Linked DNA regions of Mus musculus: all the other regions are linked to region 5. A link is a contact called in public HiCAR-type, HiChIP or PLAC-seq and promoter capture Hi-C data. All regions are on one chromosome and are shown on one strand. The core of a region is the stretch at or near the end of the contact, and the rest is flanking DNA. Distances in the headings are between cores, read along the strand shown. Region 1 overlaps Ssh1 (slingshot protein phosphatase 1). Region 2 holds the start of Alkbh2 (alkB homolog 2, alpha-ketoglutarate-dependent dioxygenase). Region 3 holds the start of Usp30 (ubiquitin specific peptidase 30). Region 4 overlaps Coro1c (coronin, actin binding protein 1C). Region 5 holds the start of Sgsm1 (small G protein signaling modulator 1).

Region 1 (5,033 bases), core at 1,235-3,734, 640 kb before region 5:
AGGGCCTCAGGAACCTGCTTAGACTCCTTCCTCTCCCTCTCCTGGTTCTTTTCCATCCTTCCTTCTGCTCTGAGGCTGAGGCCCCACTGTCACGTCCCCCATCTGTGCCGAAAGCAGCTCTGAGACTGGAGTGTGAACACTCACAGAGCTTTGTATGATCTGTCCCCCAGGGCTCCGAGTGGAATGCATCCAATCTGGAGGAGCTGCAGGGCTCAGGGTAAGTCTGCTCCCGTCTTCCCCATCTCTCCAGGCAGCGTAGGTAGCCACTGCCTTGGCCTGCCCGCCTCATGGCCTCTGTCCGGTCTCTGCAGTGGCTGGAGGGGCTCATGTGCTTCAGAGTACTACACACAGTAACCCATGATTTGTAGATCCTTCCTGGAGTCTTAGGTGATTGTGGGGGTCTTGGAGCAGCTGAGTCACACCGGGGAATGTAGGACAGCCTGGCCCTAGGCAGGCTCTGAGCTCCTTCCCACAGCCCCACTCCCCAGAAGAATTGCCGAAAACCATTGTTGGAGAGTTACTGTAACAAACCATTGCATGGACACACACACACACACACACCCCTGTTGGCCTTGTATCGAGTCAGCAACTCTGAGAACTGAGCCACCCCTGGTAATCCTTTGGTTCTTGGTGGGAATCTTCTCGTGACCGAACAGTCATCGCTGGGCAGGAACTTGCCTGTCTCTGAGAAGTGCTCAGTAGCAGGAGTGAACCTTTGAGCTAAGCCCTTCAAGGAAGCTGTCACAAAACCACCGTTCTGTGGTCTGATAAGCTGGCCTTCTTGAACCAACTGCAGTTGAAAACTGAGACTAAACAGAGCTTAAAAGTATATCCTTAGAACTTCCGGTCAGAGGTATCCACCACCACCCCCCACCCCCCCAGCAGAGTGCCTGGCCAGCGTGCGGTCAGACCTCACGCTTTCGTCTTACTGGGAATAAATGCATGATTCAGGGAACTCTCTTGAGATGTTGTTACTTAGGGTGAAAGCTATTTGAGACCCTTTCCAGTTACCAAAATTGTTTTGGTTTTCAGGAAATGAGTGTACTGGTTAAGGGTGGAGGCTGTGGAGTCTGGGTTAGCAGATGCTCTCAAATAGGACAAGAGTTACAGAAGGCACAGTCTGCCTTTTAACTCTTTTAAGAGCAGAGGTTTGGTTTTTAAGACAGTATCTTGCTCTATAACCCAAGCTGGTCTTGAATGTATTAATAAGTAAGGGGGTTTTGATATGACATGGGTTATTTTCGAGTAAGACATTCTTGTCCTATGAATAAAACTCCTGCAAAAATGACCACTAAGCAAAAATAAAAAAACAAACAAACCTCTCTCCCAAAGCCATGCCTTGTGGTCTGCACATCCTTTGACTTTCTGTCCGCAGGTTTTTGTTACTTTGTTTTCCCTGTTCCTCATTCTGGCTGGCTCTCTGGGCCCTTTGCTTCTTTTTCAGAGTTGACTACATTTTAAATGTCACTAGAGAAATAGACAATTTTTTCCCCGGCTTGTTTGCGTACCATAACATCCGCGTGTACGATGAGGAGACCACAGACCTTCTTGCCCACTGGAATGAAGCTTATCATTTCATAAACAAAGCGAAGTAAGTGTGTGGGAAGGCGGCCTTGGGAGGGACGGCAGCGGCAGGAATGAGTGGCGGGCCAGATAAGGAAGCTAACCTCGCAGTGGAAGTGGGCAGACAGGATCTTAGGGGAGGTAGGACTGTCTGGTGGACCTTTGTTTTAGCTACAGAACACCAGGCACTAAAGTGGGCAAGTAGCAATCAGCCCTCTCCATAGGGCGCCCTCACGTTCTCTTCCACCTGCCCTTGAGTGTGACATTGAATCCAGTGTTCAGCATCAGTGCAGACACCAGCCAGGCTTCAATACCCAAAAGCCAATGGGGCGCTCTCTCCAGGAAAGGGCCGGTATATGCTGGTCTTAGGGCTCTTGGACAGTTCCCCCAAGGAATGCAGGCTGTATCCTCTCCTGGGGTAGTTCCATGGGGTAGAACAGGGCAGCCCTGGGGCCCCTCCTTACTCTCCTTTGGAGCAGCTGTTGTATTGGCGTTCAAAGCAAAGACTCTGCCCACCCCCTTTCCCCAACTCCCACTCCCGCGCTGTGGAGAAAAACCTTCTTACTTAGAAACCTCCCAGTCAAAGCTACAAGGTGTATCCTTACCAAACCCTACTTTTTCTTGCTTTTCCAGAGCACAGACTCCTTGCCTGTGAGTTTAGAGCTGCGAAGTAGGGGGTAGGGGAGCGGGGGCTGGAATTGTAAACCTGGTATAGGAAACAGGAGCTTGCCAGGCCCCACCCTAGCTTCCCGGCTGCAGCCTCTGCCAGCCTGGCATGCCTTCACCTTCCCAGCAAGGAGAGGGTCACTGTTCCTTGTGTATCTCGTAAATCAGCTGCGCCTGGGCCAGCACAGCCTTCTTAAAAGTGGCAGATCGGCTCCATCTTCCCCCTGGCTCTGATCTCTCTTGGCCAGATTGCTCTCATGCCTCCAGGCTCGCTCTCTCTCCCCAGGGCGCAGCGTTTTCGTCTCTCTGGCTGGCCCTGGTTCCCGACAATAGCTCATTCAGGGCCTCCATCTGCTGTCAAAGCTCAGTGGCTTTTGTAGAACTCCCATTAACTGTCCAGGAGCTGCCCAGGAGGCCACTGTAGGTAGCCTCACCTATCCCGGTGGCAACAGAGGAGATTCTGGGTTTCCTGCAGCACGCATTGGAAAGCTGGGCCAGGCCATGCAGATTCATCTGTTCTCCCATTGTGTGCTAGTAGATCTCATGGCAAAGATATTTCCTGTAGAAGGTGTGTTAGACCTAAGACAGAGAAGGGTTGGAGCCGTGAGGTAACAGGGGGGTGGGACTATTAATCCTTACTCTCAATCCCCACAGAAGGAATCATTCCAAGTGCCTGGTCCATTGCAAGATGGGCGTCAGCCGATCTGCGTCCACAGTCATTGCCTACGCCATGAAGGAGTTCGGCTGGCCCCTGGAGAAAGCGTATAACTACGTGAAGCAGAAACGTAGTATCACTCGGCCCAACGCAGGCTTTATGAGGCAGCTGTCTGAGTACGAAGGCATCCTGGATGCAAGGTGAGAGAGCACCTAGACACAGGCTGGCAGACGACGCGGGCCAGGCCTGGCAGGAGCTCCCACAACTGGCAGCCAGCCTCCCGGGAGCTGGCTTGTAAAAAACAACTATTGTTTGGGCTCTGATTAGCGGTTTCCAGGAGCGATCCGTTTTGATTTTGTTGGCACATGTAGAAAGCTTGTCTCTCTGGGCGAGGGACAGTACTTAACTGCTCATCCAAGGCATGTCCCGGTATGTGGTGTGGGCTTGAGTGTCTCCATTTCCTAAGTACCTGCTTTATGCCAAACTCGAGGCTGAAGAGGCCACTGGTCTGATTCACCACAAATGAGCCCCGCAGTCTCCCAGAAGCCCAGTTCCATCTTCTAAGTTAAGGGTGCACCCAGAAGACTAGAAATGACAGGGTCCCAGGTTGTTTGTGTCAATGGTGGGGTTATTCACAGTAGCCCAAAGGCAGAAGACACCCACCAGTCTATTGGTGGATGAATGGATCAACAAACAAAGAGAGGCAGTTGGATGAAGGAGCTCCTGATTGTGGGCGAGGCTGCTTAGGGAGCTAAAGCTAGGAAATTGCCGGACTCGGAAGTTCAAGGCTGGCCCTGCCATATAGCAAGGTCCCATCTCCTTACCCCATCAAAGGGCAATTCTGACGTGCAGTATATTCCGAGCAAACTTAGGGGCTCTCGGGAAAAACTGTGTGGTCCCCATGCTTGCATGAGGTCCCTAGAGATGGAGAATGCGATCTTCCCAGAGGCCAGGGAAAGGACAGAGAGAGAGTGGTGGATGGTGTTCCTTCTGTACCATGAACAGTTCCGGAGACTACGGTGGCGGACAATTAGAGACTGGTGAGTAGTGTATATTCTGAACAGTTACAGAGATGGCAGGGCCGCAGTACTGGGACCTGTCCTGCCAGGCTGTGTAGATAGAAGTGGTCCAGGTGACACCCTTACCTCAATTTAAAAACTGGCCTGGCTCTCTAAGGATGCACAAGCAATCAGTACAGGTCCTGTGCAGGCTGACTTCCCATACATTCACACATGCAGCTGATAAATCTGCTCCCCACAGAAAAGTAAAATTCAGCTGCTTAGGTTGGTTTGTTTTTTTGGGGGGGGGCGTGTTTTGTTTTGTTTTGGAGACAGGGTTTCTCCATGTAGCCCTGGCTGTCCTGGAACTCACTCTGTAGACCAGGCTGGCCTCCAACTCAGAGATCCTCCTGCCTCTGCCTCCAAAGTGCTGGGATTAAAGGCGTGTGCCACCACTGCCTGGTGAGCTTCTTGTATTTCGAGTGAGCAGAGGGAGGCACCGCTGACAGGTTAATTTGTCTCTTGTCACACAGTGAATTCAGGTGTGCCAGGAGAGAGGTTGACACCCACATGTGTTGACTGTCACAAGAGAAAGCACTTGTTGCAGGGACCCCTGTCAGGGCTGTAAGGGTTTCCCTGGAGGTCCCACGCTGCTGAGGCAGGTACCAGTATCCGAGGACTCAGTTTCTCCCAGCTCCGTGTCCAGTCTGTACAAGCAGCCTCCTGGATTATTTCTAAGTAGAGTTGGAAGGAATCCAGAGGCGGAGTCCTTCAGCTCCTTGGGCAAGTTTGGGGAAGCAAGGGTGCTCCTACAGGAGTGAACAGGCTGGGAGAAGCCCTGTAACCATTTTTGCAGAGGCTGTTACACTGTTTCAGAGTGTCTGTCCGGTCTCCAGGCAGCTGGAGGAAGAGGGAAATTAGGCATTGCTGTCCCTTAGCGTAGGGAACTAAAGTGAAGGTTGTCTGACCAGGAAGTTCACCTGCCACCTTCCTGTACTGCAGGCCCACAACAGCACAGTGTAAACCTGAATTACAGTCAGTGGGGGGAGTACATAAGGCAACCCACTGTGACATGAATAAGACCCTGGGTTGAGGGGCAGTGGCCATTGCTGTAGTTGCTTCTCCATCTCAGCCCGCCCACCCCAGTGTTG
Region 2 (4,845 bases), core at 1,707-4,206, 820 kb before region 5:
CGCGGCAAAACACCTCCCGCCCCTTGCCGCTTCTGATTGGACTATACAAGGGCAGGGTGGGCACGCTGCACACCGATTGACTCTGAGGCGGCCGAGCTCCGTCCCCATTGGTAGATGTCTCGGCATGGCGGCCGTGGACGCGCGCGGTTGTTTTGGACCTCTAAGGTGTCCCAGTCTGGCTGATAAACGGGGTGCGCGGCTCTCCTGCCCGGGACCCGCAGCACCGCAGTCTCGCGCTGCCTGGTGCTGCCCCGCGCGCCTCACCCAAGACCTTCCACGTGGGCTTTTCGCGGCAAAACAGCTCCCGCCCCTTGCCGCTTTTGATTGGACCACGCGAGGAGCAGGGCGGGCACGCTGCACACTGATTGGCTCTGCGGCGACCGTGCCCCATCCCTATTGGCTAGTGCCTCGGCGTGGCGGCGGCCGACAGCGCGCGGCTGTGTTGAACCCCTAAGGTGTCCCAGTCTGTCCGAGCAAGCGGCGTGCGTGGCGCTCCTGCCCGGGACCCCGCCGTACCCCCGCGTCCCGCGCTACCCCGCTCGTCTCACCACGGCATCGCCGCCGATCTCGGCCGCCACTCCGCTCCCTGGGACCGGCTCCGGGCTGCGCGTGGTCCGCTTCCCTGTGGGGGTCGGAGAGAAGAAAGAGTATAGGGTCTTCTGGCCGATCATGCCTGCGCCGAGCACGGACCTCCGGGACTCCTGCAGCCGTGCTCACGGTAGGCGCGCTGCCACCTGCGCGGGCTCCCGTTGGGGGCGGGGAGGCTGGCTGGGCAGGGGTCGGTGAGGCCCAGCGCGCATGTGTGGGAGGGGCTGAGGCCCCGCCCCCGGGTGGGTGGGGCTTAGGAGGTAGGGGGAGCCTGCTGCTTACCTACCTACCTGTCCTAGCTCTAAAGCGGGGCTTTCTCCAAGTCTTACTGATGTAAAGATTGAAGGCCTTTAACCCCGAAATGTTCCACTTCCCCAGATACACCTCCCTCCCTCCTTTTCAGTCCCCTTTGGGGATTGAACTCAGGGCCTTTGTGCATCCTGAGCAACCGCTTGACCACTGAGCCATACACCCCCTTGTACTTTTTACCTCCCACACTCACGTCAGACATACATTCAGTTGTGCAGCTTTCAGTTATATCCTTCCCTCTAATATAACAATCCCAGCTACTCTTTTCTACTGAGTGATCTTTTGCAGGTGTAATTTATTTATTTATTTTTTTTATTTTTTTTTTTTTTTTGGTTTTTCAAGACAGAGTTTCTCTGTATAGCCCTGGCTGTCCTGGAACTCTCTGTAGACCCGGCTGGCCTTGGATTCAGAAATCCGCCTGCCTCTGCCTCCCAAGTGCTGGGATTAAAGGCGTGTGCCACTGCAAGTGTAATTTAAACCTCGACCGACCGCTGCCCTGGAAAAACCCTCCTATGCCGCCGTGTGTCACAGAGTGGTGACACACCCTGTGAGCCCAGCATCTGGGAGGTGGAGGCAAGAGGATCAGGAGCACAAGGCTTGGCTACACAAGCTGTTAGGGGCTAGTCTGGGCTACAGCCTCCCAATCTGAACTGACTAGACTCCCAATTTAGCAGTTCTCCAGGCGGTTTGCCTTTCCGCAGCGTCCCGCTAAAATCTTCGCATGCTATGTTATTTTGTCCCTTACCTGGAAAGCTTCAATGCTGGCTTAGGATTCTTCCCTGTAAGATCCTCTTCCCCATCCCCCCCTACTCCCTAGCCTGTCACCCTGCTCACAACTTCCATATTGTACAAAGAAATCTTGTTTATCACATTGCCCCTTTTTTGTTTTCATCTCCAAAATACAACGTGGATAAGACAGGACCTGCTGTGCCCTGCTGGTGTGTGACAGCAGAGAGCACCGTGTGCTCCCATAGGCAGCACTTTAGAGAGATATAACACGTTCCCTCTGGTCGAGGACCAGGGCGTTTTCTCAATGAAGTAAACTCAGCATTCACAGAAAAGTTTGAGCTTGAATATTTATGGTGATTTTTTTTTCTTCTGTGCCACCAGGAGCAAGAAATGACTGTCACAGGTCTTTCCATACCAGCAATGGAAGGAGAAAAACGGTACAAATGTCCTCTATGTTTATACATAGTATATAAATAAAATGGCTGTACTTGAAGCTAAAGATTAAAAAACACAGCTGGGCAGTGGTGGCGCACGCCTTTAATCCCAGCACTTGGGAGACAGAGGCAGATGGATTCCTGAGTCTGAGGCCAGCCTGGTCTACAAAGTGAGTTCCAGGACAGCTGGGACTACACAGAGAAACCCTGTCTCGAAACAAACCACACACACACACACATACAAAGAAAAGAAAAACAAACAAAAACAACCCCCCCAAAAGATTAAAAAACACGGGGGCAGGGGCAGGAGAGATGGCTCAGCGGTTAAGAGCACTGACTGCTCTTCCAGAGGCCCTGAGTTCAATTCTCAGCAACCACGTGGTGGCTCACAACCATCTGTAATGGAATCTTATGCTCTCTTCTGGTGTGTCTGAAGAGAGCAATAGTGTACTCATATAAATAAAATAAAATAAAGATTTTAAAACACGGTTATATCTAAAAGCAGTGTGCTTACAGAAATAAGTCAAACGCAAAAGGCTATACAGCCTCTAATCCATCACATTTATGTGGAATCGTGAAGAAGAGCAAGCAAGGAATAGCTGACAAATTATGTCGGAACCTAAGGGAGGAAGGATTCTATGGGATGGTATAACTGTTCTCCATGTCGACTGTAGTGGTCAGACAATGCTGTGTCTTTGTCAGGAGTGCAGATTCATACACTGCCCTCAAGCCCCCCAGACAGTATGCTGTAGCACACTAGGCTCGTAGACCCCAGAACTGGTCCACAGGCCTAACCTTGCTGAGCCATCAGGTGAAGGCAGCATCCTGCGGTGCGCAGGGAGACCGGCAGGGGGCGCTGTGCCCGGAAGTCCCGCGTAGGCGGGAGGGGCGGGGTGAGGGTTCCTGGGGCTGCGTGTGTCTGTGCAGAGACCTGACCCACCGCTCCGGGCTCTCCGGTGGAGCCCGGTTGCTCGCCCGTGCCAGCCCCTACCCCGCGGGGCCGCAGGGCAGAGGCAACCCTGCTTTTCTGGGTAACTGGGCGAGCCTCATGCCTCTCTGCGCTTGCGTCTTCCCATGTGTAGCCTTTTGGGTTTGGGCAGCCGTTTGCAGCCAAAGCTCTCGAATTCCGAAGAGGACGGACGGGTCTTTAAAAGTACTCCATTCCAGGGCGGGCCTGGGGATGCGTGCCCGGGATTCCTACCGATGGGCGCCTGGGGCGTGAGGACAGCGTGGTTCGGGTCAGCTTGTGCTAGGAAGACTTAAGCTACAGGGCAGGCTCCCCGCCTGGATGATGCCCGCCAGGCACCTCCTAGGAGGTTTAATGCGCTCTTGTTTCCTTTGTAGGACGCGTCTGAGCTGTGAGTGGGCGGCGGGATGGACAAGTTCCTGGTGAGGCCAGACCTCCGCGACCTCCAAGGGGGAGGGGAGGAGCCCGCCCCGACGGGAGGAGCCTCGGGCGACCTGAAGAGCCCGGACTGGCGACACCTTCGCGCGGAAGGTCTGAGCTGTGATTACACCGTCCTATTCGGCAAAGCCGAGGCAGACAAGATTTTCCGAGAGTTGGAGCAAGAAGTGGAGTATTTTACTGGTAGGCGGAGGTCTTACGTGCGTTAGGCTTGTGCGAGGACAGGATGCGCCTTCCCTGGGAGAAGCGTGAACTTCCGGCTGTGACGGATTAGGTCACGGTCTGGGCAGCTCTGGTTAGGTTAGGTTATGGTTTGGCATACGAACTGTCCACGAGGTCTAGAACGAAATTATTTGGCAACTGATTGGAATTACCTGGGAAGTTAAAAAACTAAATAACAAAAAAAGCAAAACAAACCCCCAAACCGAACCATTCTGGGATCTTCGTGATACTGATTCAAAATAGCTGGAGGCGAAGGTTAGGCCTCAGTGGTTTTTGTTTTTTCGAGACAGGGTTTCTCTGTGTTGCCCTGGCTGCCTTGAAACTCACTCTGTAGACCAGGCTGACCTCAAATTCAGAAATCCTCCTGCCTCTGCCTCCCAAGTGCTGGGATTAAAGGCGTGCGCCACCACTGCCTGTCGACACCCTGTTTTGTTTTGTTAAAGACCATAATTAAATAAATGTATGAGATGAGTCAGCAGTTAAGACTAGTTGCTGTCCCAGAGGACCCAAGTTTGGGTCTGAGCACCCACATGGCAGCCCACAATCCTCTGTAACTCCAGTTCCAGCTACTGTGGTGCCCTTGTCCAGCCTTCGAGGGCACAGACATCACAAGCAAGCAAAATAAAATATTTAAATACATAAAATAAAACAAAATTTTAAAAAGGAAGGGGAGAATGATGGCCTCAGGGGCCTTCTCTTAGAAGGATTTGGTTCTGGACCAGGGACAAAGGGAGTGTGTATTTTGTATATCAAAGCAGACCAGGCCTCCAGGTTCTTCCAGCATCCCCCTCCTCCCCCCACACACAAGTCCTTTCCTGACATACCCTGCCCCCAACCCTGTTTCCAGCCCAGGGGTTGAGCAGCCCTTCCCCCAGAGGCTCTTCCCTATATGATCCAGACATTGTGGTCTCTCCTCTTTCTCTTCTCTCTGTACACTCGAGCTCTTTTTCTATTTCTATTTCTCTTCCTCCTCCCCTATGGTGAATTCCCTGGCCAGTGAACTGGCCCCAAGAAACTGCATTTAGTATTATCTAATCTGTCTTGGCCCATTTCACCCGTGGCAGAGAAATAACTTATCACAAGTCACCCATGTTTTGTTTTCAGCAATTTCATGCATGTGTATGATGCATTTTGGCTGTTTTCACACACCCCCGATTC
Region 3 (4,692 bases), core at 1,249-3,748, 790 kb before region 5:
CTCTTATTCCAGCATCCCAAGTGCTGGAGTTAGAGGCATGAGCCACTGGGCCAGCACAAAGCATGTCTTAAACTCACATGTAAGCTGGGAAGCAGAGGCAGATGAATTTCTGAGTTTGAGGCCAGCCTGGTTTACAGAGTGAGTTCCAGGACAGCCAGGGCTACACAGGGAAACCCTGTCTCAAAAAAAACAAAAAAACAGAGCCTTCCCACCACAGGGTGGGGAGTTCTACTTCGTAGACCATGGTCCTCGCTTTAAAGCTAAGAGGGCCAACCACTCAAACAGACAAGAGAGGCTCAAGTCAAACCCAAGACCTCGATGCAGGGCCCCATCCCTACCTTTTCTCCGCTTCTTCCTCTCTGTAATGGGACCCCAAATAACATAGATCCCTGCTGCCAGGGCAGCGGCAATCCCACCGATCACTCCCCAGTTCTTCATGACTTTGTATCTGAAAAGGAGAAGACGTGGACTGTCACTCTGTCTCCCAACAGCAGGCTGGTACAGACAGTGGCAGGAAGGTGACATGTTACATCAAAATAAGCCCTCCAACCAGCAAGCTTGAAATCTAAGGTAATATGTACCAATAAGACCTTGCCTTGGAATTTGGGATACTTGAGCACTTAACTAGAAAATGGGGGAGGGGGAGGGACACTGGGAGTCCTTGTCACCACTCTGTAGCTTGTTCATTCGGGTGGGGAGCCCAGAGCTCATTGGCACAGCTCATCACTCTCTCATGCTTCTTCCCTCCCGATGCAGGAAATATGCCAGGCCACCTGGTGCTCGCATGGCTTCTGGTGACCTCAACTCTGGTTTTCACATTTGTTGCTTATGCAATAGGCAGTCGAACACCTGAACCATCTCCCCAAGCTCTCCCTATTTACTTAATTAGGGTTTTGTTGTTGTTGTTGTTGTTGTTGCTCAGGCTGGCTCTGAACTCAAGAGTCCTCCTGGCTCATGAGCAATTCGTGACAGAGCGGTGGCACCAGGCCTGGCTTTAAAAATGGATTTCTCTTTGAGAATACGAAACAATACCACAAGAGGACATCTATATGTTCATACGATTAAAGATTTCTTCGTTCCAGGCTAGACTTGAAGGTGGACACTATTCTTTTTTCCCACAATTAAGAAAACTGCAGCAGTAATTCAAAACACAATTTTATACAAAGTTCTGTATCTCCAAGTAAGGCAACCCACACATACGTGCAACGTGTGTGTAACATGTACCCACATATATGTTGCATGTGGACATGTGTGTAATACGTTCTTACCTAATGCTTGGACTATATGAAGTTGATCACCTCCCCTGGTACCAGGGACTGACCCTAGCTAGGGCCTTATGCAGGACAGACAAATGCTCTACCACTAAGATCTGTCCCCCTAATTCTGCCTGCATGAATATTGGTCTCAGCTGAATAAACACTCCCTGAAAAGGATCACTAGTGACAACAGCAATCGTCAGACAACGGCCAGCATTCTCCGATGTCACAGCTAATTACCAGTTTCAAATCTTTTTGTTCTTCCAGGGTGAGTCCATAGAATGTGCACAGACCTTGGCTTAAAAAGCAGTCAGCGGGAGAAGGAGGGGGCCAGTTACAGCACACCTGCTCGGCACACACTCAACGAGGGAAACCGAGGCATGGTGTTGATTGACTAGTTCTTCTGCAGAACCGTACCATGAAGACGGTACGTGAGCCTGAGGGTGAGATTAAGCTGGCCACCAGCCCTGCTCTCAGGTCAGCTGTTAGGCCGCAAGGCCCAATCAAGCCTTCCTTCCCACCTGGTAAAATAGGGCCGCTGGGCGGAATAAACACGGGGTGGGGGGCTTCAGAGCCGGATAAGATGCTGTTAGACCTGCCCCGGTATCCAAGGTAGCCAACCCAAGCAACAGGTCCCAGCAGTCAGGGTGAGCAACGGGGGTGTGGCCCCAGGCCTTGGGAAGATCAACCGGGCTGGGGTGCAGACGGGGGTCCTAGCAGGAACGAAGAGCCTGGAATTGTCACAGCCTGGGGAGCTCAGCGGCTGGGAGCCTTCGGAAGCTTGGGAACCGGAGCGGTTTGGGATGCAGAAGTGAGAATCTCCAGCATGGCAGAGGTGGGAGACCGGCATCTGACAAACTGCGGGGGAGCAGCGGCGTGCAGATTGTGTGCCCGGAGCCCGAGTCTGGGGTCACCGCGAGGGGCTGCGGGGCGTCGCAGGCCGCGGCCACAGCAGGGACGAGGAGGCGACGCCGGGCCGCGGCCTCCGCCTCGGCCGGGTCCGCGCAGGCCTGGAGGCCCTGCGGCCGCCACCGCCACCCCGCACCCCCACCCACTCACCTGACGGCCGCCCCGGTGCGCAGGAAGCGCTGCAGGGCCTTGTCGGCCGCCGTCCTCGCCGCCTGCGCCCGGGAACTTAGCATCGCGCTCGCTGCCGCCGCCGCTACCGCTGCCGCCGCCGCCCCCCGCTCGCCCGCCCGCCGCAGCGGAATGAGGAGCCCAAGACAGGAGGCTCGCAAAGTGGAGGAACCCGCGGTGGCGACCCCGCTTCGGCGGAGGGGGGAAGAAGCCAGGAGGACGGACCGGAAGTTAGTCACACCGGACTGAAATAGTGAACGGACGACCCCTCCCCGGTTCCTTTGCTCCTAGCAACCGCAGCCTGATTCGTTGCTAAGGGAGGTTTCCCGGGGCCCGGGGACCACTTCGGAAGCTATGAGCCTTCGCATTTGCTCCGCCTCCAGGACGGAGCTTGGTTCATGTGGAAAGGCTGTTATTAAACTGGAAAATTTAAAAATAGATGGCTCTAGCTTTGATTTTTTAAAATGTGGGGTTAGCAAGATGGCTCTGTAGGTAAAAACAGCTGCCCCCAAATCTCACACCCTGAGTTCAGTGCCCAGAACCATACAGTAGAAGAGAACCAAAGTTATCAGGACCTTCCTATGTGTGCTGTGGTGCGCAACACACACACACGCGCGCGCGCACAAACACATGCACACATACACATGCATATGCCTGCACTTACACTCGTATATGCACACACATACACCTGCACACACGCATGCACATTTATACATAGATGCACACTTCACAATACACACACATGCATATGTGCACACATGCACACGCACACACACACGTATATATATACACATGCACACTACACATACGCACACATATGCACAGTATATATACCCATACACGTATACACATACATGCATGCATTCACATGCACACAGCACACATATACACGCGTGCACACACACACACCTATAAACATACAGATACATACAAATACATGCAAACACATGCACATACACTTGCATGCACATGTGCACACATATATACACATGCATACACAAGTGCACAGACACACAAATGCAATAAATTAAAATGCAGTGTCTTAGAAATCTGTTTCTATTAGGTTTATACAAAGTCCTAAACAGTCCCACACAAATGTTTGTGAATTCACTCTTTAAAACAGCAAAACATGGAAACAAACTAGATATTTATCAGCTGCAAATCTCCCTCTGTCATACATACAATAAAAAAGGTGTTAGAATTTTTAGATTCCTCTCTTGTGTGGGCATGCTGCTGTATGTGCTGCAGATCTTTATACCATTTCTCTTCTCAAAGCCGAACTGTGTGTGTTGAGTAACTCCCCCTTCCTGTCTTCTGTTCTAGTAATTTCCATTCTATTTCTATTCCTGTGAGGTTGAGGTTGGCTGTCTCAGGACAGGAGTCGCTCAGAGTTCTTTGGTGACTGTCTTAGCTCACTTGGCATAAAGTCTTTTTTTACAGGAAAGTAATATTCCATTGTAAGTACTAGTTTCTCTCTCCTGTCCATGTCTCAATGGACATTCAGGTTGTTTCCACTTCTTGGCAATAAACTCGGGCACATAACCCTCTCTTTCTGGTCTTGTTTTCAGCCCTTCCAGATATATATCAAGTAATGAGATTATAGATTTATATGCTAATTCTTTTTTTTTAGACACTTCTAGATTGTTTTCCACAGCAACGGAACCATCTTACAATCTTTAGCCAATTTAAAAAATTATTGGGGAGGCATGTGTCATGACTTGCATGTGGAGGTCAGAGACCAGCCTCAGGAATTCTGTTCTCTCCTTCCACCATGCGTGTTCAAACCCAGGTTATCATGTTTGGCAGCAAGCACCACTCCCTGCTGACCTATCTCACTGGCCCAGTTTATAAGTATGAAGCTCAGCAGTGTGAGCAACGTACTGACATTCCCTATAGAACGTTTAAATTCCCCAGTCAGGAATCACACATATTAAACAGGGATCTTTTGTTTCTTTCTCTCCGTGATGTCTATTTCATCTTCTATCCTTATGGATTCAACATCTGTGCTGTGTGAATTCATTAGCATCTGGCCCTTGGGCCTGGCTTTTTTTCATTTAGCATAACATTTTCAGGGTGGATCTGAAGTGTAGTTCCTATCAGACTTCATTCTTTGTTGATGGCCATGGTTTGACGATCTTGATATTCCGAACCTCCCGCCTCCACCTCCTGAATACTGAGATTTAAGGTTTGTGCCATCAAAGCCACTTTTCATTCGGTCCTGGGAACCGGAACCTCAGGCTTCAGGAATGCTGGATGCTCACTGTCCCAGCTGAGCTCTACCCCAGGTCCCACTTCTTGGTTTCTGTGACTAGTGTTGTTTTTAAGCATCAGTGCACAAGTGCTCAGGTTCTTGCTTCTG
Region 4 (4,647 bases), core at 1,377-3,876, 550 kb before region 5:
AATGGAAAGTGATGTTTGTGCATGCTGGTCTGAGTGCTAGGGGTGATTGTGACCACAGTGTGTCTGCCCGTCCTTGGTGTTCTGGACAAGATCTTGAACCATGGCTCTCAACCTTCCTAACGCTGTGACCCTTTAACACAGTTCCTCGTGCTGTGGTGACCCCTGACCATAACATTATTCTTGTTGCTACTTCATACTGAAATTTTGGTCCTGTTATGAATCGTAATGTAGTGGATATCTGGTCTGTGACCCTGAGGGGCTCAGTACCCACAGGCTGAGAACTGCTGATCTAGATCCGGGATGAAAGCATTCAAAGGTTGGTGTTCAGGTAGTGTTTGCAGTTTACGGCAGGAGCAAGCGGAACCTCCTGCAGGTAGATGTGAACATCTTGAGCTCTGTCGCTTCCCCTCCCACGTTACAAACAACAGACTCTGGGGGAATGCAGGCACCCACCAGTTGTCACCATTTGTCTGGGGTGGAGGCTCAACCTGAACGATATGTGTCCGAGTGTTCACCACATGCGTGCAGTGCCCACAGAGGCCAGCAGAGGGCATCAGATCCCCTGGGACTGGAGTCACAGGTGTTTATGTTATGATCTGTCACATGGGTGCTGGGGTCAGAACCCAGGCCTTCTGCAAGAGCAATAGTGATCTTAACTATGAAGCCATCTCTCCAGCCCCCTAATTTCAAGTCGCCTCCCTGATCCTGGAAAATTATCCCAAACTACCAGGTTTCTTTTTGTTGTTTTCTTGAGATTGGGTCTTGTATTACAGCCCAGACTGATCTCAAGCCCTCAATGTCCTGCCTCCATTCTCAGAGGGCTGAGGCTGTGTGTGTCCCACCATGCCCAGCTCCGAGGCTCTGTGACCTGGCCTTGTCTTCAGTGTTGGTCAGTTTGCTGCAGACTGCTGTTGTTATTTTGGGACACTCTTTGTAGTTCTGGCCTGGAAGGTCTATATAGACCAGGCTGACCTGGAACTTTCACAGACATCCTCCTGCCTCTGTCTCCCAGTGGGATTTGATTTGCACACCTGGCTTTTGCTCCTGGTCCTGTTGCTTCTTACATCTTAGTTACCTCGGAGAACTTGTACTTTTGTGTAGACCACACATTTAATGTGGCTTAGTCAAGTCTTACAGCCTTTGGACAAGGAACGTGGCCCTCTAGTGCTGGTGACCTCATTGTGGCCTGTGTGAAGGCAGTGGTGGCAGTGATGGTACAGTCTTCTGGTGTACTAGATATCCATCTGGCCTTCCCGGTGATAGCGTGCTTAGAAAGCACCCATCTTACGGTGTGGGCAGCGGGAAGATAGCCTGTGTGCTGTCAGCACCAGCTGAGCCCTGTTCTCAGTGTGAGACGCTAAGGCAGCCCGGTGGCTTCCTATGGAGACTTCTGTTTTACAAGCCACTCTCCTCACCCCATACATCAGTCTCTGCAGCTTCCCTTGCTTAGTCTCTGTCCTCGGAGACCAGCCTGAGCACTTGGGAAGGTGACCTGGTGAATGAATGGCAGGAGGTGTTTGCAGCTGAGTGCAGAGAATAGCTCTGACTGCTGTAGCCCACAGAGCAGGTGTGGGCCGTGCTTTGGGCTGGATGTCTTCTCCAGGGCCAGCACTCTTAGACTTTCTTCAGACCAGGCCTCTTGGTCTCTTTATGACAGCTGGGGCCCAGTTGCCATCTTCCCTTGGGCCTTTGCTCCTCTTAGCATCTTGTCGTTATTTTTTATTTGGAGTACATTATTTGTTCTGTCTGTGGGTTTTTTTGTTTTTTTGGTCTTTTTTTTTTTTTTTTTTTTTTGAGACAGGGTTTCTCTGTATAGCCCTGGCTGTCCTGGAACTCACTTTATAGACAAGGCTGGCCTCAAACTCAGAAATCCGCCTACCTCTGCCTCCCGAGTCTGTGTTTATTCTTATGTGTTTGTATGCTCACCTGAGTTTATGTGCACCATGGACCTGCAAAAGACCCAGAGACAAAATACAGCATTAGATCCTTTGGGACAGGAGTTAACAGTTGTGAGCTGATGTGTGGGTGCTGGGAATCGAACCTGGGTCCTCTGGCAACAAGTGCTCTTAACTGCTGAGCCATCTCCTTCAGTCCACCTCTTTCTCTGTGGGAGTGGGAGTATGCTTGTGCATGCCTGAGTGTATGCATGTGTGAGTATATGCATATGAGTGTTCACACTTAATCCCTGTGTGTTTGTTAGAAGTTTCCAGAAGATGGCTTGGTTTGACTTGTTGCTCTCACAGAGTATGTTGATGTTAAGAAACACGGGGCTTGCCTTGCTTTTCTGACCTGTCTTTGTTGTGCCTTTCCCATTCCTATGTTCTGCGGGGAGAGAAGAGGGGCTTTGTGTGGGGTCCTCCCCCATTTCCTACCTGCTCAAATGGGGTCAGCCACTCACCCTGGTTTCTCTCCGATGCCTGTCTTGGCTGTCTTGGGGAGAGGAGCCCTTGCTGATGGGTTTTGAGAACATTAGGCTCAGCCTGCGCCTGCCTCTTTAGTCCTTGGGGTGGAGGTAGGGGGCTCCAGTGATCAGCGGCCGCTAAGAAAGGCAACCCTCTCTCCATTGCCAGAGTGTGTCAGCGACCTGCTCCGTTAGGTCAGAGAAGTAGGGTGCTTCCGTCTGTAGGATTTTGGGGTGCTTTGGTCTGTTACCAGCTTTGTTTTTATTTGAGGTTTGGGGAAGTTCCAACACCAGCTGTAATTCAGACCTCTGTCTTACAGAAATCCTCTATTGCTGCTCCTGCATTGGCAGAGCAAACATTCTGTTAGTTGAACAGTGCTCTGGGCCAAATCTCCTAATTTCCTTCTGTCTTAAGTGTGGGCCACACAGAGGCTACTGTTCACCTACTCAGTGGCTCCGAGTGAGCGTGCTGACAGGCTGGGAAGTGTCAGGGCGGAGGGAGCCTTACAGGCTTGGCTTCCTGTCCCTGCTGACTCCGCCCTCCACCACCATCCCCTCCACCCTGTGCTAAGGACAGTTCAAACTGGCAGGAGGTTGTAGACTTTCAAGCCCCCCTCCCCTCTCCCCCCTCCGTTTTTTTAAAAACAAAAACAAAAACAAGCAAAAAAGACAAAACAAAACAAAACAAAAAACCAGAAGAGCCCTGGATAGTTGCTCAAACACTGGCTAGTGGAAGTGGTGGAAGTGGCAGTGTCCCTGGAGCTGCAGGTGATAGGCAGAGCTCCAGGGTCTTTGCCCAACTGAGGAGTTCCTAGGCGTGCAGGGCACTCTCAGCCTCCACCCCACATAGACAGTAGGGCAGCTGATGTAAGGCCAGGCGTGCGGACAGAGGATCACGCAGAGCTGGGCATGCATGAGGACTTGTGTGGTGAGTGCAGGGCGCGTCACGGACACATGGCAGCAAGAACACCTCGGGCAACATTCTGTAGGAGTACAGCAGAGCCGGCCCCTCACAGAGCTGAGGGGTAAGGCAAAGTTTAAAAACTGCCTTTGGATCGTTTAAGCCCACTGAGTTATAAACATGGGTCTGTTCATTTTATGAACTGTGCTGGAGTGGTGTCTCTCCGTGTTAGAGGGACTACAATCTCCATTATTTGCCTATAGCTTAGAACTTGGGATTCTCCTGCTTGCATCTCCCAAATGCTAGACTACAGACAGGAGTGGGCCATCCTGCCCAGCTTCTCCAGCTTTTTGTTTGTTTGGTTTGATGTTTGATTTTTGTTTTTGTTTTCAAGACAGAGTTTTTCGTGCAGTCCTGGCTGTCCTGGAGCTCTAGACCAGGCTGACCTTGAACTTAAGAGATTCATCTGTCTCTGCCTCAGGAGTGCTGGAATTAAAGGCATGCACCGCTGCCTGGCTAATTCTCTGTATTTTATTTTATTTTATTTTATTTTATTTTATTTTATTTTATTTTTACCTGTTATTGTGGAGGACACCTTTTTGGGAATTGGTTCTGTCTTTCCGCCTTGCTAAGGTAGGGCCTCCTGTCTCTGCTTCACCACATATTCCAGGATTAGCTGGCTGGTGGTCTCCAGGCAGCTCTCCTGTCTGCTGGTAGTCTCCCTCCAGTAGGAGTACACTATCACAGCCGTGTTCTCACATGGCTTCCAGGAACTGAACCCTGCTGTCAGGCCGGCAGCAAACACTTCTGCCCACTGAGCCACCCTGCCAGCCCAGGCTCTCCTTTGAAAGGCATATTCTTTAAGCAGCCTTTAGTGGAGTGTGGTGGGCAGCTTGCATGCCAGGGCCTGCCGTTTGGAGCAGTGCTGACACCAACAGGCAACAGGTAAACTCTCATCCCGGGAGCTGCCCTTTGCTTCCAGCCCAGGGTTTGGTATTGTGCGCTCTGCTCTTTGACTCTGTAGCGTCCTATGGAGTTTTTCGGATTGTGGTTTCTCAGTATTTTACTCGGAGGAATCTTAGCCCCAGTAAGTGGCAGTGATTGAAATAGTTCCAAGAACAGTCAGGCCAGGTTGCACTGCTGTTGGCTGCCCTTGTCTGGGAACAGCATCAGACACAGATGCAGAGGCTGTGATTCAGATTGAGGTGAAAGGATCCCTTAGCTGTCCCCACTGTCCCATCCGAGGCAGTCGCAGATTATCTATTCATAGCGAGTGCTTTCACCTCTCTTCCCACATAGGTCCTTATCTTACAGAAGTAAACAAAGGTAAGCACGGTACCTGGTG
Region 5 (4,549 bases), core at 45-2,544:
GACTTTCTTTGTGTGTGAGGCTCATGGGGGGGGGGGGGGGGGCTGGAGGCTCGGTAAGTTTATGCAACCAGAGCTCCGGATGTAGTAAGTCCTCAATTATATTTGTCAAGTCCTTATTTCTCATTCTGTGGCATCCTGGAGACACTAAGCACACCTCACTGGAGAGAGTGGGGGAGGAGAGAGTGGGGGGGGGTATCGTGACAGAGACACCACTGCCACACACAAGAGGGGTTCTGGTATACACACACACACACACCAGAAGAGGTCATCAGATCTCATTACAGATGGTTGTGAGCCACCATGTGGTTGCTGGGATTTGAACTCAAGACCTCTGGAAGAGCACTCAGTTCTCTTAACCGCTGAACTGTATGGATTCCTCTTCCCCAAGCATTCCCCAGCCTCCTCCTTTCCCTTCTTGCTCAGAAAGAAAACTCAGCAAGATGCCCCTTGTTCCACAAGACAGCCCCGGTCACTGGTATCTCCCCTGCATCGACTCCACGTCCCTCTAGAACCTTCCAACCCTCTATCACTTGCTCAGATGGTTTACTGTCTACCATCTGAGTGCTGCGGCAATGTGTCCATCTCCTTTGCTTCAAACTCCCAACCCTGGGACTGAGAGATCCTGGCTGAACCCTGGTTCCCAGTATAGGGGGAGCAGCAAGTGAAGAAGAGGCAGGCTTCTTCCAGATGGGGAGTCAGTGTATCTGATTAGTCTGAAAAGGGAGAAAGGGAGAAGAGAGGAGGAGGAGTAAAAAGAGGAGGAAGAGGGGGAGGGGGAAGGGAAGGGGAGGAGGGGACGGAGGAAGGGGGTATATGAAACAGCAGCAGCTACCCCGTATGAAAGCTGGCCCTTTTTTTGTTTTGTTTTGTTTTGTTTTGTTTTTTTTGTCTTGTCTATGATGAGAATTACACATCAAATATCTCGCTTGATCATCAGCTCATTCTAGAACTTATACCCACTTTATACAGGATGAGTCTAGTTTTATTGTGGCGGCAGGGCCTGGCTATGTCGCCCAGGTTGAGTCCCCTGCCTCAGTCTCCCCACTGAGGAGTCGATAGGAGTGTGCCCCGTGCCTGGCTTTGCCTCGTTTCTAAATACGCGTGGATGGACACACGGGATGTGGAGCACGGTTCCGCATCTTAGGTCACCCTAGGCAACTTGGCAAGGCCTGTCGCTAACGCCTGGAGGAGGCTGGATGCGGATGCTCTGCTGTATGCTGTCCAGGAGGCGGCGCTGAGCTTTCGTGGGTGGGGTGGGCGGGATGTCAGGTTCTGACGTCTACATCCTGGGCTGTCATTCATCCCCTGCCGGTCCCGCCCCCTCGCGGCTGCAGCAGGGCGCGGAGCGGGGACGCGTCCGGGAACCGGGCACCGACCAGCTTGAGCCATGGCTTCGGTCCCTGCGGGTAAGCACGGGCGGGCAGCGGGAGGGCGGCCAGGCCCCGCGGCCTCGGTGCCGCTCACCGCGCTTCCCTGCTTGTCCCGCAGAGGCCGAGACCCGCCAGAGGCTGCTGCGCACTGTGAAGAAGGAGGTAGGGGCGGCCACCCCAGGGTGACAGGGCCACCGCGGGCTTCTGGCTGGCGGTGGCTGTGCATGGCTAACTAGGGCGGGGGCTGGGGAGGGGTCGCTGGAAAACGGGTGTTTCAGTGCGTGGGGCCCTCTGGGTGTAGGATCGGAAGGTGTCCAGGTGGGACCTCGCGGAGGGGCAGGTTCTCATTGCTGGGGGTAGAGTAGGGTGATGCGGGGCTCCTCATTAGAGATGCGGAATATCCCCGAGGAAGATCAGGTTTTGGGAGGGGACAGGTTCAATTTTGGAACATGAAGCTATCCCCCAACCCATGTCAGATACTCAGTCCTTGGAGCCACCTCTAGGTGCCAGGGACTTTGTGCAGGAGAGCCTGTGACCTGGGCCAGGGTCACAGAGCAGGTGCCCTCCACTGATACATGGGATCAGACAGGAGTGGCTGCCTGCCTCCCCCGGGATGAAGGAAGCAGCTGAGATCCTAGCCTTACCTCGGCGTTCACAGCCAGTGACCTCCCAGGGCCGTGGGAATTGGGAGAGTTTAGAAGGCTGAGGCGACGTTTAGATGTCTGTGGGCCTGTGGTGTAGATGTATGTTGCCCAGGACATGTGCATATATGTATGTGCACCTGCCTGGAAATACCTAAGGATGATCTATATATTGTGTCTGCTTGTGCGAGTCTACGAATGTGTATTTGTGTGAATGGGTAAGATTGAGTATGTATGTGGTGTGGCATTGCCCTCCCATTTTGGCTCCGCCCTATCCTTCAGTCACCCCCACCCCCCATTCCCGTCCCTGCTGCCTTGTCTTCATCCTGGGGTTCTTATCCCAAGTCCTTGCTTGGCTGTGAATCTGTGAGCCAGGCTGGAGTCTGTCCCTTGCTTCCTGAGCATGGAGGTGTGTGTATACCTGTGGGGTGTGTGTGCGTGTGTGCGCGCGCGCGTGTGTGTGTTAGGGGTGTCACTCAGGAGGGCCTCCCTTCCTGGTGGCAGCCACCTGGGCAGTTGGAGGCCCGGACCTGTCCCCGGTTCCTTCCTCCTCTTGGGGATCGTGGGTGTGTGCCTGTGTTTGTGTCTCTGTGTGTAGCACATTCCTTTTAAAGAACTAGCTCCGTGGATTGCTGCAGATTCTAGAATTTTCCTTCGAGGTGATATGTAAGATGGATAGAAGGGGGTCCCTCAGAAAGGCCTAGAAGTCTTTACCTCCATCTTTGTAAAGACCTGTTTGAAGATACTATCCAGACCCCAACCCTGAAACCTCACACCCCTGCCCTTCGGGGAAGGGTCTCAGCCCTTAGGTTTAAAGCTGGAAGGCCGTGGTTTTTTACCCAGCCCTGGCTGTAATGCTTGCTCCTCATGCCTGGAGCTGACCCCCACTTTACTAGGGAAATGGTTGACCAAATAGGATGTACAATGAAAGACAGGGTCAGCAGGCCCTGGGGAACCTAGGAGACATCCGTGTATAGCTGTGCCACATGGCCCCTCAGAGTTCATCTTTCCTACGTCCTCTCTTTGTAAGATCACCGCTTTCCCATCTGCAGAGTGACGCATGTGGCCCCATGGCCCACACACATGTCCCTTACTGTTCCTCCCCAGTCTAGCTTGGGTTCCTGGAAATGCTGTGGGGACATTGCTCTCCACCCTGTGTCCACAAGTCTGCTGGATTCCCTGCTTCTGTGGTCCCACTAAGTTTGGAGTGAGCCATCTTCTTGGCTCAAGCCGGAGTAGAGTGGCCAGGCAAGGACAGTTTCTTGCTGCTTTGTCCGATTACTAAAAGCTCCAAAGCTGGGAGCAGAAGTCGGGATTCCCAGTCACAAACTGCTCACAGATTCTAAATCTTGCATTTACGGAGGTCGGTCACCCAGAGGATCTGAGCTTCTTTGGGTTTTTTTTGTGCTCCGTGTACTGCAGACATAGTAACCCTATGAAGATGGTTGATACAGAACTGGGGCTTACAGTAGGGGAGTGGCTTCTAACAGCACCCAGCCAAGAAGGGCCAGAGGTAGTGTAATCACTCCCAGGTCATCCAAGCTCCTGGGGTACAGGGGTAACGTGATTCCCATCACCCTACTGGGAATAGGGTGCCCAGAAGCAGGAAGCCATGTTTGAAGTGTACAGACCCAGTGCAGAACATGAGCAAGTCTGCCATCTGCAAGCTCACAAGTAAGCCCCCTATGCTTGCCCTCTATGTACACTGCTTCCTCTGGCCACCTCTTTGGGTAATGAGCCACTCCTCCAATGTCAGATAGATATGGATAGGGAGAAAGTTGCCTCAAAGTCTGATCAGCAACTTCTCTGTCTGAGTTCAGATGAGCCACACCCCTGTGGACCACAGCCTCCCTCTTCCTCCTGGAAGAGGTGACAAGGGACTTCCCTAGATAGCCAAACAGCTGTGCAAGCCTGCCTCAGAGCCTGTGGGGTTGGAAGCTCTGTCCAGAGGCAGCCTGAGGAGCTGTCGGGACCCAGGACCTGTCTGGTAGTTCAGGAAGGAGCCCCAAGTTCAACCAGAGCTGTAGTTGGAGAGCCAGAACGGAGACATTCGGCTGGAAGAGGCAGAGGATGCAGGCAGACTCAGTAGTGACATGAGAAAGAGGAGGACTCTGGAAGGGACATGAGGTATTGTTTTACAAGACCATAACGCGTGCCCCAGCACTGAACAAAAACACCTGTGAGCCTGCAGGACACGACCATGGAGAACCATGAAAGCCGCGGCAGAGAGAAGGGACACAGAGGGCCAAGCTGCAGGGACACGCTGAACTTGAGGGTGCAGAGGCAGCTGGAGCAGAGATGAGGAACCTGCTGGAAACAGAGGTGCCCCCCCCCCACACACACACAAGGAACAAGAGGGGAACTGTAGGAAGCTTGGAGAATGTGGAAGGTGGCAAGGAGTGGGTGCCACCCAAACTGATGGCTTGTGAACTGCACAGTCTCTCAGAGGCATCTGTCTTTATCTTTGCCCATGTCTGGGTGTCCATTTTTTTTTGTCACAATAGGGATGAAGATGACTCAGAGGGCAGGATAAGCTAA

What was found. Promoter capture Hi-C pulls out the DNA fragments that hold promoters and counts their contacts. HiCAR-type assays count read pairs that join an accessible place to other places. HiChIP or PLAC-seq counts read pairs in DNA pulled down with a chosen protein or histone mark.
Region 1: a contact with region 5 is called in an H3K4me3 HiChIP or PLAC-seq map of forebrain, with 3 times the contacts expected there. The contact joins the enhancer-like site here to the promoter of Sgsm1 in region 5. A contact is called at or near these places in 2 of 39 promoter capture datasets (the C10 cell line and hippocampal neurons), 1 of 15 datasets of contacts at CTCF or cohesin (large pre-B cells) and 5 of 115 datasets of contacts at active chromatin or transcription factors (astrocytes, craniofacial prominence, embryonic basal ganglia and 2 more).
Region 2: a promoter capture Hi-C map of hippocampal neurons shows a contact between it and region 5, with 2.3 times the contacts expected there. The contact joins the promoter of Alkbh2 here to the promoter of Sgsm1 in region 5. A contact is called at or near these places in 8 of 39 promoter capture datasets (embryonic stem cells, frontonasal cranial neural crest, hippocampal neurons and 4 more) and 2 of 115 datasets of contacts at active chromatin or transcription factors (embryonic forebrain and embryonic stem cells).
Region 3: a promoter capture Hi-C map of liver shows a contact between it and region 5, with 2.3 times the contacts expected there. The contact joins the promoter of Usp30 here to the promoter of Sgsm1 in region 5. A contact is called at or near these places in 7 of 39 promoter capture datasets (cranial neural crest, frontonasal cranial neural crest, hippocampal neurons and 4 more).
Region 4: a contact with region 5 is called in a HiCAR-type map of astrocytes, with 2.6 times the contacts expected there. The contact joins the enhancer-like site here to the promoter of Sgsm1 in region 5. A contact is called at or near these places in 2 of 115 datasets of contacts at active chromatin or transcription factors (astrocytes and embryonic stem cells).

What each region holds. Positions count from the first base shown.
Region 1 is chr5:113,948,437-113,953,469 of GRCm38.p6, reverse strand. It overlaps Ssh1 (slingshot protein phosphatase 1), which reads left to right. Exons shown (of 15, transcript NM_198109.5): 11 at 171-217; 12 at 1,445-1,591; 13 at 2,884-3,084. Among named protein-coding and RNA genes, the nearest start is that of Gm52826, 24 kb to the left of the region's middle. Within about 2 kb of position 2,484, at least 49 of the 459 cell types and tissues checked have an H3K27ac peak or open chromatin away from gene starts, as enhancers often do. A contact at or near this core is called in forebrain, where this site is marked.
Region 2 is chr5:114,126,329-114,131,173 of GRCm38.p6, reverse strand. It overlaps Alkbh2 (alkB homolog 2, alpha-ketoglutarate-dependent dioxygenase), which reads left to right and starts at 2,956. Exons shown (of 4, transcript NM_001359941.1): 1 at 2,956-3,091; 2 at 3,405-3,648. The coding sequence starts at 3,435. Ung (uracil DNA glycosylase) reads right to left here and starts at 18. Exons shown (of 6, transcript NM_011677.2): 1 at 1-18.
Region 3 is chr5:114,098,139-114,102,830 of GRCm38.p6, reverse strand. Usp30 (ubiquitin specific peptidase 30) reads right to left here and starts at 2,498. Exons shown (of 13, transcript NM_001033202.3): 1 at 2,316-2,498; 2 at 339-448. The coding sequence starts at 2,398.
Region 4 is chr5:113,857,385-113,862,031 of GRCm38.p6, reverse strand. The region is part of intron 3 of Coro1c (coronin, actin binding protein 1C); the gene reads left to right. Among named protein-coding and RNA genes, the nearest start is that of Gm42005, 14 kb to the left of the region's middle. Within about 2 kb of position 2,626, at least 85 of the 459 cell types and tissues checked have an H3K27ac peak or open chromatin away from gene starts, as enhancers often do. A contact at or near this core is called in astrocytes, where this site is marked.
Region 5 is chr5:113,307,531-113,312,079 of GRCm38.p6, reverse strand. It overlaps Sgsm1 (small G protein signaling modulator 1), which reads left to right and starts at 1,294. Exons shown (of 25, transcript NM_172718.3): 1 at 1,294-1,406; 2 at 1,489-1,532. The coding sequence starts at 1,388.